2 separate regions of the Sus scrofa genome follow, and region 2 is linked to region 1. A link is a contact called in public Hi-C data. All regions are on one chromosome and are shown on one strand. Each heading gives the region's core, a stretch centred on a gene start, on an enhancer-like site or on the middle of the called end of the contact. The rest is flanking DNA. Distances are from core to core; before and after follow the strand shown. Region 1 holds the start of SF3B5 (splicing factor 3B subunit 5). Region 2 overlaps PHACTR2 (phosphatase and actin regulator 2).

What was found. Hi-C and Micro-C count contacts between places; a contact is called where the count stands out from the background.
Region 2: a Hi-C map of alveolar macrophages shows a contact between it and region 1, with 4 times the contacts expected there. The contact joins the enhancer-like site here to the promoter of SF3B5 in region 1. A contact is called at or near these places in 1 of 5 promoter capture datasets (liver), 10 of 47 Hi-C or Micro-C datasets (alveolar macrophages, brain, embryonic fibroblasts and 7 more) and 1 of 2 datasets of contacts at active chromatin or transcription factors (alveolar macrophages).

Annotation. Positions count from the first base shown.
Region 1 is chr1:21,229,034-21,233,355 of Sscrofa11.1, reverse strand. SF3B5 (splicing factor 3B subunit 5) reads right to left here and starts at 2,092. Exons shown (of 2, transcript XM_003121152.4): 1 at 1,668-2,092; 2 at 1,342-1,558. The coding sequence starts at 1,948. The coding sequence ends at 1,688.
Region 2 is chr1:21,672,944-21,677,265 of Sscrofa11.1, reverse strand. All of the region lies in intron 1 of PHACTR2 (phosphatase and actin regulator 2), which reads left to right. Among named protein-coding and RNA genes, the nearest start is that of PHACTR2, 48 kb to the left of the region's middle. Within about 2 kb of position 2,220, at least 4 of the 83 cell types and tissues checked have an H3K27ac peak or open chromatin away from gene starts, as enhancers often do. A contact at or near this core is called in alveolar macrophages, where this site is marked.

The DNA.
Region 1 (4,322 bases), core at 843-3,342:
ATTTTTCACAAAAATGTTGTTAACACGTAATAGTTTTACTATTGCTATTTTAAAATGAATTACTAGGTATTTTAAATTTTCTGTTTTAATTTCTAGCTTGGTGACTATCAACAGCTATTACTCTCAAAAACAAAAGCTCTGTGGGGGTCTTGAAGAATTTCTAAGAATGTAATTATGTCCAAAGGTCAAAACATTTGAGACCCACTGATCTAAAATATGTCAGACTGTATCACTTAATAATCTTCCAATGGCTCCCCACCTCTTTAGGGTAAAAGCCACAAGTCCTTACACTGGCCAATCAGGCTCTACTTTTATCTGTTTCCCTCCATAATCTATCCCTCTACTCTTTCCCTCACTCACTCCCTTCAATCATACTTGTTTGTTTGCTGTTTTTCCAGTAAGCCTGCCACAATCCCTGTAGTAGGAACATTGCACTGGCAGTTCCCTCTACCTGGGAAACGATTTCCCCAGTTTTCCGCATGGTATTTCCCTCATTTCCTTAAAGTCTCTGCTTAAATGTTACCTTCTCAATAGTTTAACATGAACATCTTATTTATGGATTTTTTTTTTTTTAGGGCCACACCGGTGGCATATGGAGGTTCTCAGGCTAGGGACTGTATCAGAGCTGTAGCTGTTGGCCTGTGCCACAGCAACACAGGATCCCTGCCATATCTGCCACCTACACTGCAGCTCACAGCAAAGCCGGATCATTAACCCACTCAGTGAGGTCAGGGACCAAACCTGCATCCTCATGGATCCTAGTCAGATTGTTTCCGCTGAGCCAGGATGGGAACTCCTGAGCATTCTACTTAAAACTGCAACCCTACTGCTACTCTCATTCTCCACAGCACCCTCCAACATGTGCTTGCTTATGTCTGCAAATTTTGTGGTCTTCTGCTCCCCCAACCAGTGTAATATAGGTCCTTAAAGCCTGCCACATAAAATTCAACACGTATTTGCTGAATGAATTTAAGAACTAATTTGACAGTTTGTCAATACTCAAGATATGTCCACGTATTTCCAAAAGAAAGAGGTGTAATCTACAGAGAGAAGGCAAAGCGAGTCAAGATTTTTTTTTTTTGTATGAAAGAAAAAGGACACAGTGATCACAAACCTCAATAGTGAATGTGTTAAGGGCCTGAGAAAAGTTCCTGGGAGAAGTCAGGGTTGGAGAATATTATAAAGAGCGTATTTAAGTGTCTGGCAACGAACTTTGGCCCTGTGCTACTGTTGAACCCCTCCCCAACCCTTCCCTTCTTTATACCCCCCGCCACCCGGCAAACCACAGTCCCAGAGCCCTCCTTGGCCCCTCCACCAGAACACAAGTAGTCCACACCAAGAGACCGAAACATTTCTAAACTTTATAGAAAAAGCAACGAAGACAGTCAACTAGCCAAAAACGAGCCTCTTAATCCCATCTCACTCCAGCCATATCTCCTCTAACGTCTGCAGACTTTAGGATCTCTCCACTGTTCAGTTTCTCAGGGGTTATGACGGGTCTCCCAACACTTTGTTCCACAGGAAGGCAGGTCGGACGGAACGCCCCGGGTAAGGACCTCTGTACAAAGAAAGCACGAAAAGCAGAGCTATGAAGAATCCGTCCACTTGGGAGAGGAACCCGCGGGAATGACGACAAACCGGAGGAACGCAGAGAGGTGCTCACGTACAGCGGTGAGACGGTGAGGTCTCAGTTCTCCTCCGGTTTGTCGGCGGGCGGGCCGCAAGGCTGCAGCATCTTCTCCATCAAGTTGAAGCGGACTCGCGCTTTGCTCTCATTCTCGGCAATGGCGAAGTAGTTGAGAAGGTCGAAGTGGCCCATGTAGGAGCAATAGGAGTCGCGGTGCTGGTTCACCAGCCACTCCCATTTGGTGGTGTCGGCGTGGCCGGTGCCGATGTATTTGGACTGCAGATGCTCTAACTGGCTGTGGATGGTGTAGCGGTCTGTCATCTCGTTGCTTTTTCCTTTGCTCGCAGGTCAGAAGCCGCAGACGAGAAGAAGCCGCTCTAAGGTTTCAAGCCGGAGAGGAGCCACCCGCCGGAACCTCTGTACACGCGCGGCCGCAGGTGGATGGCGTCACAGCGACAAAGCAGCGCGACTCGCGGTCCCCGGCCTCCCAGGCGGAAGTGTATTCTGTCACGGAATTGGAGTTGCCTCGGCAACGCTACCAGTGGGCCTTCCCTATAGAGAGCCCCGCCTCCTTCGCAGAGCGTTGCATGCTGGTCCATCTAGCGGCCCTTTTCTAACAGGAGCTTTGCATGCTGGGACTTGTGGTTTCCGAGGGTTGGTTCGCAGAGACTTCTTGGGACCTCTGTGTGTGGGTTTGAGAGACTGAATGGACTGCGGTGTTTGGGAGGCAGGAAGCATCCTCGGGCGGATGGGGGGCCGAGAGGAAGTGGGAAACAAGTAGTACAAGGCTGTAAGCAACTGGGGAAAGGAGCTCTTTGTGCAATTCCGCTTTCGGAGCTACAGAGGGTACAGTAGCCGTTTCACAACCAGGGGTGGATCACCCTGAAGTCAGGAAACTCAAGGTCTGACCCCAGCCATGTCTCTTACAAGTTGTGTGGAAACTTCTTTCATCGCTTGCGGGGCCGCCGTTTCCCGCCTAGTGACCTAAGTACAGCACCAGTTCCGACACATTCAGGCCCCCACAACAGGCTCCTCCTTTTGAGCTTCTAATTTTGACATCCTCCCAACAAGTTTCACCCCACCTACAGGCCCTCAGCCTCTACTTCTCAAACGTTCCCGTGCTGCTCTCTCCAGTTCTCTGTACGAGCTGTTCCATCTGCGTGGAATGCTTTTGTTCCCCTGGCAAACACTTCTCCCTTTTAAGTCAGCTCGAAAGTATCTCCCTGAAATTGACTTTGGCTACTCCAGACAGATGTAAATTCTTTTCATCCTGTACATCTCTTTGTTATTATCACTTTATATCCAGTTTTTGGTTTAAGAACTTCCCCACACGAATACAAACTACTTGAGAAAAACTACTTTTTTGATGATGTCTTTTTTTTTTTTTGAGGGTGAGACATCTATCTACTTGATCTATTTGTAGCATGAAATCCACAAAGAAAACCCCAAAATGCGAAGTTCAATAAATTCAAATAGTAATATTTTTAAAAATATTAATGAAAAAGAGATGATGTCTTGTATCATATGCTTCTGTTATGCTAGCCACAGAGCCTCGCAGAGATTGTTTCTCAAAAAACATCTGATGAATGGATTAAAAAAACCTGTATGACGGCCAAATAAATTCTTTACTGGGAGAAAGATAACTTTAAAGTATCTTTATTCTGGTATAAAGTTACGGTTAGATAGGACTAGTAAGTTTAGAGCTCTATAGTTAACTATAGTTAATACTGTATCAATACTAAAAATTGTGAGGAGGTGAATATGTTAATTAGTTTGTGGTACCATTTTATTGTGTATATGTATATCAAATCATGTTGCACCTCTTAAATATATATAATTTTTATTAAAAAATTTTAGTGGTAAAACAGTTCCCTCTGGGATCAAATGCCTGTACCAAAAATTGGAAAAAAAAAAAAAAACTTCCCCCTTAAGTGTGAACTTGGTTATAACAAATATTTCATTTCTGAAACATAGAGGTTATTATAAGGCATACCTGTGGATTTACCATCCAGATATATCATACCTTGCCATTTTGCCATTTTCATTTCCAAGTTTGTTATTTTATTTTGGTTTTCATTTTTGAAAGAAATAAAGCTATACAAATAAACTCGAAGAATTCTCTGTATCCGGCTCCCTAATTCATTCATTTCAGGATCCTCTCTTGAATTTAGAAACATTCTGAGTCTGGTTTTTTGACTGCTGAAAATTAGTATATCCATAAACAATAGACGTTTTTACTATGTAGGTTTTAAAGCCTCATTGACACTCTTTATGCATTGTTATAAAAGTTTTTTCCCTTGTCAATATCCATGTTGATTATGTAGCTTTAGCTCATTTTTACTATTGTGTATTTAGTATGCTACTAAATTAATATACCAAAATATGTCAGTGTAATAACAGACATTTAACTTCACATTTTTGTCATAAGAGACAAGACTGCAGTGAATACTCTTGTACATACATTCTTCACATAAAGGAATTTCTTTAGGGCATGTATATAGGAATAAAGTAGTTGAGAAAGGGATGAGCATCTGCAAGCTTTGCTCGATATTGCCAAATTATTCTCCAAAGCAGCTGCACCAGCAGAATGTGAATTTCTTTTGATCTACATCCTTCTCAAAACCTGGTGTCCTCAGACATTAAAAAAAAAATTTCAAATTCGGTGGGTGACTGAAATTTCATTGTCCCTTTAATT
Region 2 (4,322 bases), core at 971-3,470, 440 kb before region 1:
AGGGCCCTCCTGCACATATTCGGGGGGAGATGCTGCCTACAGGGGGGGGGGGTGCTACTTCTTCCCAGTTGCAACCAGACAATGGCTGGGAGGTTGAGTGAGTGTGTGAAATTGCCAGCTACTGCTGTGTAACAACAAATCCCTCCCAGTGTGGCTGCTTACGACAGTGCATTTAGGATTCCTGGGGAGGGGGGGGAATGTCAGGAATCCAGGCCTCTTAGCGGGTCCTCGGGCTCAGGGGGTCTCCGAGATAGCCATCCAGGTTTGTGGCTGGAGTCGGCTCCCCCCTCAGTGGGGAAGGATCTGCTTCAGTGCTCACTCATGAGGTTGTTGGTGGGGTGCTGTTTCTGGTGAGCTATTGGACTGAGGCTCTCAGGCCCTTGCTGGCTATTGTCTGGCCCCAGCCCTTCGGTCTCTTATCACATGCGCCCCCGACAGGGCGGCTCCCAAAGTGGCAGAGGGCGCCAGAGAGCCCGCAGGGGAGGGCCAGAGAGACACAGGCATCGTGTTTGTGTAACCTAACCTCGGGGGTGACAGCCTGTCCCTTCTGCTGAACTCTGTTCATCCAAAGAGTGTCGCATGGCCCGGCCCACAGCCGAAGGAAGGGGCTCGTACAGCAGCGTGAGTACTGTGAATCGGGTCATTGGGCACCACCTTCGTAGGCTGCCGACCATGGTGTGCTTAGCTTGAAATTTGGCAGCAGGAAGGCTGGCGTTCTCCTCTGATGGCTTCTAGCTCTTCTGTAAGGTAGGAAGACAGGAGAGGGAGGCAGGTGGAAAATGATATGACCAAAAATGAGATTCCTTGCTTTCAGGTACAGAGCACAGCTACCAGCAGGAGGAGAGGAGGCAGGTAATCTGATTCTGTGGCAGGTAACTGGAGCACAGTTTGGCCGTGTACTCCAAAACCTTAAAAACGTTCATTATCTTTTAATATGGATGTGGACACATAATGATATTCATCAGATTGTTGTTACTTGGAAACAACCCTCGTGTCTAAGAATAAGGCAACAGGTGAGTAAATGATAGAAATTGTAGGGTATTATTCATATTTATGAACAGTCTCTCATCTCTCTCTCTCTCTCTTTTTTTTTCTTTTTGCTTTTTTGTAGCCGCATCTGCAGCATATGGAAGTTCCCAGGCCACGGGTCCAATCACAGCTGCAGCTGCTGGCCTATACTACAGCTCACACAGCTCACAGCAATGCTGGATCCTTAACCCACTGAGCGAGCCCAGGGATCAAACCCACATCCTCATGGATAGTGGTTGCATTCATAACCCACTGAGCCATGACGGGAACTCCCTATGAACAGTCTTAATGACATGGGAATGTGCTTACGATATAATATTAGGAATAAGAGCAAGATCAAAAATGGCTTGTTAAATATAGCAGCGTTTGACTCTCTAAATTATTTAGCTAAATAAAAATATTTTACACGTTCAAACAGATGTTTGATGTATTCAGCAGTGGCAGAAAGGGCACAGGAAAATTGATAGCTTTGCCAGGATTTATTGAAGGATTCAGGTGTGTTGAAAGAATTTGGGAGTTCCTGTTGTGGCTCAGTGGTAACAAACCCGACTAGTATCCATGAGGGTTTAGGTTTGATCCCCGGCCTCGCTCAGTGGGTTAAGGATCCAGTGTTGCTGTGAGCTGTGGTGTAGGTCACAGATGAGTCTCGGATCTGGTGTTTCTGTGGCTGTGGTGCAGTGTGGCAGCTACAGCTCTAGTTCGACCCTAGACTGGGAACTTCCATGTGCCACACCTGTGGCCCTAAAAAGACAAAAGAGAAAGAGAGGCAAAAGTCTACAAAGAATTTTTGTATAAAAATAAATAGTTTGCACACGTGCACTTTAATTTCAAACCTTGATGCATTTAAAACATACAGTCAGCGTTCACATACTTGAATTAGAATCTTTCCATTCTGGGTATGAAAACTCAGAGAACTTAGGAATTAGTATGTTTCTGTTCCTTTCTTTAATTTTGTATCAACTATTTATGCCATAAGAGCCAAAACATGGGCCACTTAGGTACCAATGATTTCACCATGACTCACAGTAACAATAAAAAGCATTCTTCTATAATCCTTCCATCTCTATGAGTGGAGGAGATTGTTTTCTACTAAACAGTGATTTAGCTCATGACAGCACTTACAGCACACAGGGACGGGTTACGGAAGTGCATGCTAGCAGCGGTCCTCAGATCACATGTGCGCAGAACCATCCCCCAAAAAACCACAATTCCCTTTGCAACTTTTGAGGTTGGTAGAACACTGGTTTACCCTCGTGAGGTTTATCCTAGAGTTGCCAAGTGACACAATATGTTTGCACTTTGCTTTGTCGCAGAAGCAGGGAATCGGGCAAGAATTTTTTTTTTTTTCTTTTTCTCTTAAAGCCGCACCCATGGCATATGTACGGTCCTAGGCTAGGGGTCAAATGGAAGCTGTAGCTACCACCCTACAGCACAGCCACAGCCATGCTGGATCTGAGCCACACCTGTGACCTGCACCACAGCTCACGGCAATGCTGGATCCTTAACTCACTGAGCAAGGCCAGAGATCGAACTCAAATCCCCATGGATACTAGTTGGGTTTGCTGCCGCTAAGCCACGACGGGAACTCCAAACTTATTTTTATTTTGTTTTGTTTTTAAAGTTAATGAATGTTATTTATAGCTGTACAACCATCATCACAACCTTATTTTCACAACATTTCCATCCCAAATCCCCCAACCTGTCTCCTTTGGTAACCATAAGTTTTTCAAAGTCTGTAAGTCAGTTTCTGTTCTGCAAAGAAGTTCATAGTATCTTTTTTTTTTGATTCCACATATTATATAAGTGATAGCATATGACGTTCGTGTCTCATTGTCTGACTAACTTCACTTAGTGTTAAGAGAGTAACCTTTTCTCTGCACCCTCTCCAGCGTTTATTGTTTGCAGACTTTTTGATAATGGCCATTCTGGCTGGTGTAAGGTGGTACCTCATAGTAGTTTTGATTTGTATTTCTCTAGGATTGATGATGCTAAGAATCTTTTCATGTGTTTTTTGGCCATCTGTGTGTCTTCTTTGGTGAACTGTCTGTTTAGATCTCCTGCTCATTTTTTGATAGGGTTGTTTGTTTTTTTGATATTGAGCTACATGTGTTGTTTGTGTATTTTGAAGATTAATCCCCTGTCAGTTGCTTCATTTGCAATTATTTTCTCCCATTTTGTGGATTGTCTTTTTTTGTTTGTTTCTGGTTTCCTTTGCTGTGCAAAAACTTTTAAGTTTAATTAGGTCCCATTTGTTTATTTTTGCTTTTATTTTCATTACTCTAGGAGGTGGATTTAAGAAGATATTGCTGCAGTGTATGTTAGAGAGTAGAGGTAGGTTCCCTCTATGCCCACTTTCTGGAGGGTTTTTATCAGAAATGGTTGTTGGATTTTGTCAAAAGATTTCTCTGCATCTATTTAGAGGATCATATTGTTTTTATTCTTTAGTTTGTTAATGTGGTGTATCACAGTCACTTGCAGATATTGAAAAACCCTTGCATCCCAGGGATAAATCCCACTTGATCATGGTGTACAATCCTTCTAATGCATTGCTAGATTTGGTTCGCAAGTATTTTGTTGAGGAGTTTTGCATCTGTGTTCATCAGTGATATTGGCCTGTAATTTTCTTTCTTTCCTTTCTTTCTTTCTTTCTCTTTCTTTCTTTCTTTCTTTCTTTCTTTCTTTCTTTGTGGTATCTTTGTCTGGTTTTGGTATCAGGGTGAATGTGGCCTCATAGAATGAGTTTGCGACTGTTTCCTTCTCTGTAATTTTTTGAAATAGTTTCAGAAGGACAGGTATTAACTCTTCTCTAATTTGTTTTTTTTTTTTTTTCCTTTTTAGGGCCACACCCATGGCATAGGAAGTTCCCAGGCCAGGGGTCAAATCGGAGCAACAGCTGCCAGCTGCAGCCATAGCAATGCCAGATCCTTAACCCACTGAGCAAGGCCAGGATCTAACCTGCATCCTCATGGATCCTAGTCGGGTTCATTAACCACTGAGCCACAAAGGGACCTCCCTCTTCTCTAAATTTTTAATAGAATTTACCTGTGAAGCCATCTGGTTCTGGATTTTGTTTGTTGAAAGGTTTTAATCACAGTTTCAATTTCAGTACTTGTGATTGGTCCATTCATCTTTTCTATTTCATCTTGGTTTAGTCTTGGAAGATTTGACTTTTCTAAGAATTTGTCCATTTCTCCTAGTCCATTTTATTGGCGTATAGTTGCTCCTAGTAGTCTCTTATGATCCTTTGTATTTCTGTGATGTCTATTGTAACTTCTCCTTTGTCATTCCTAATT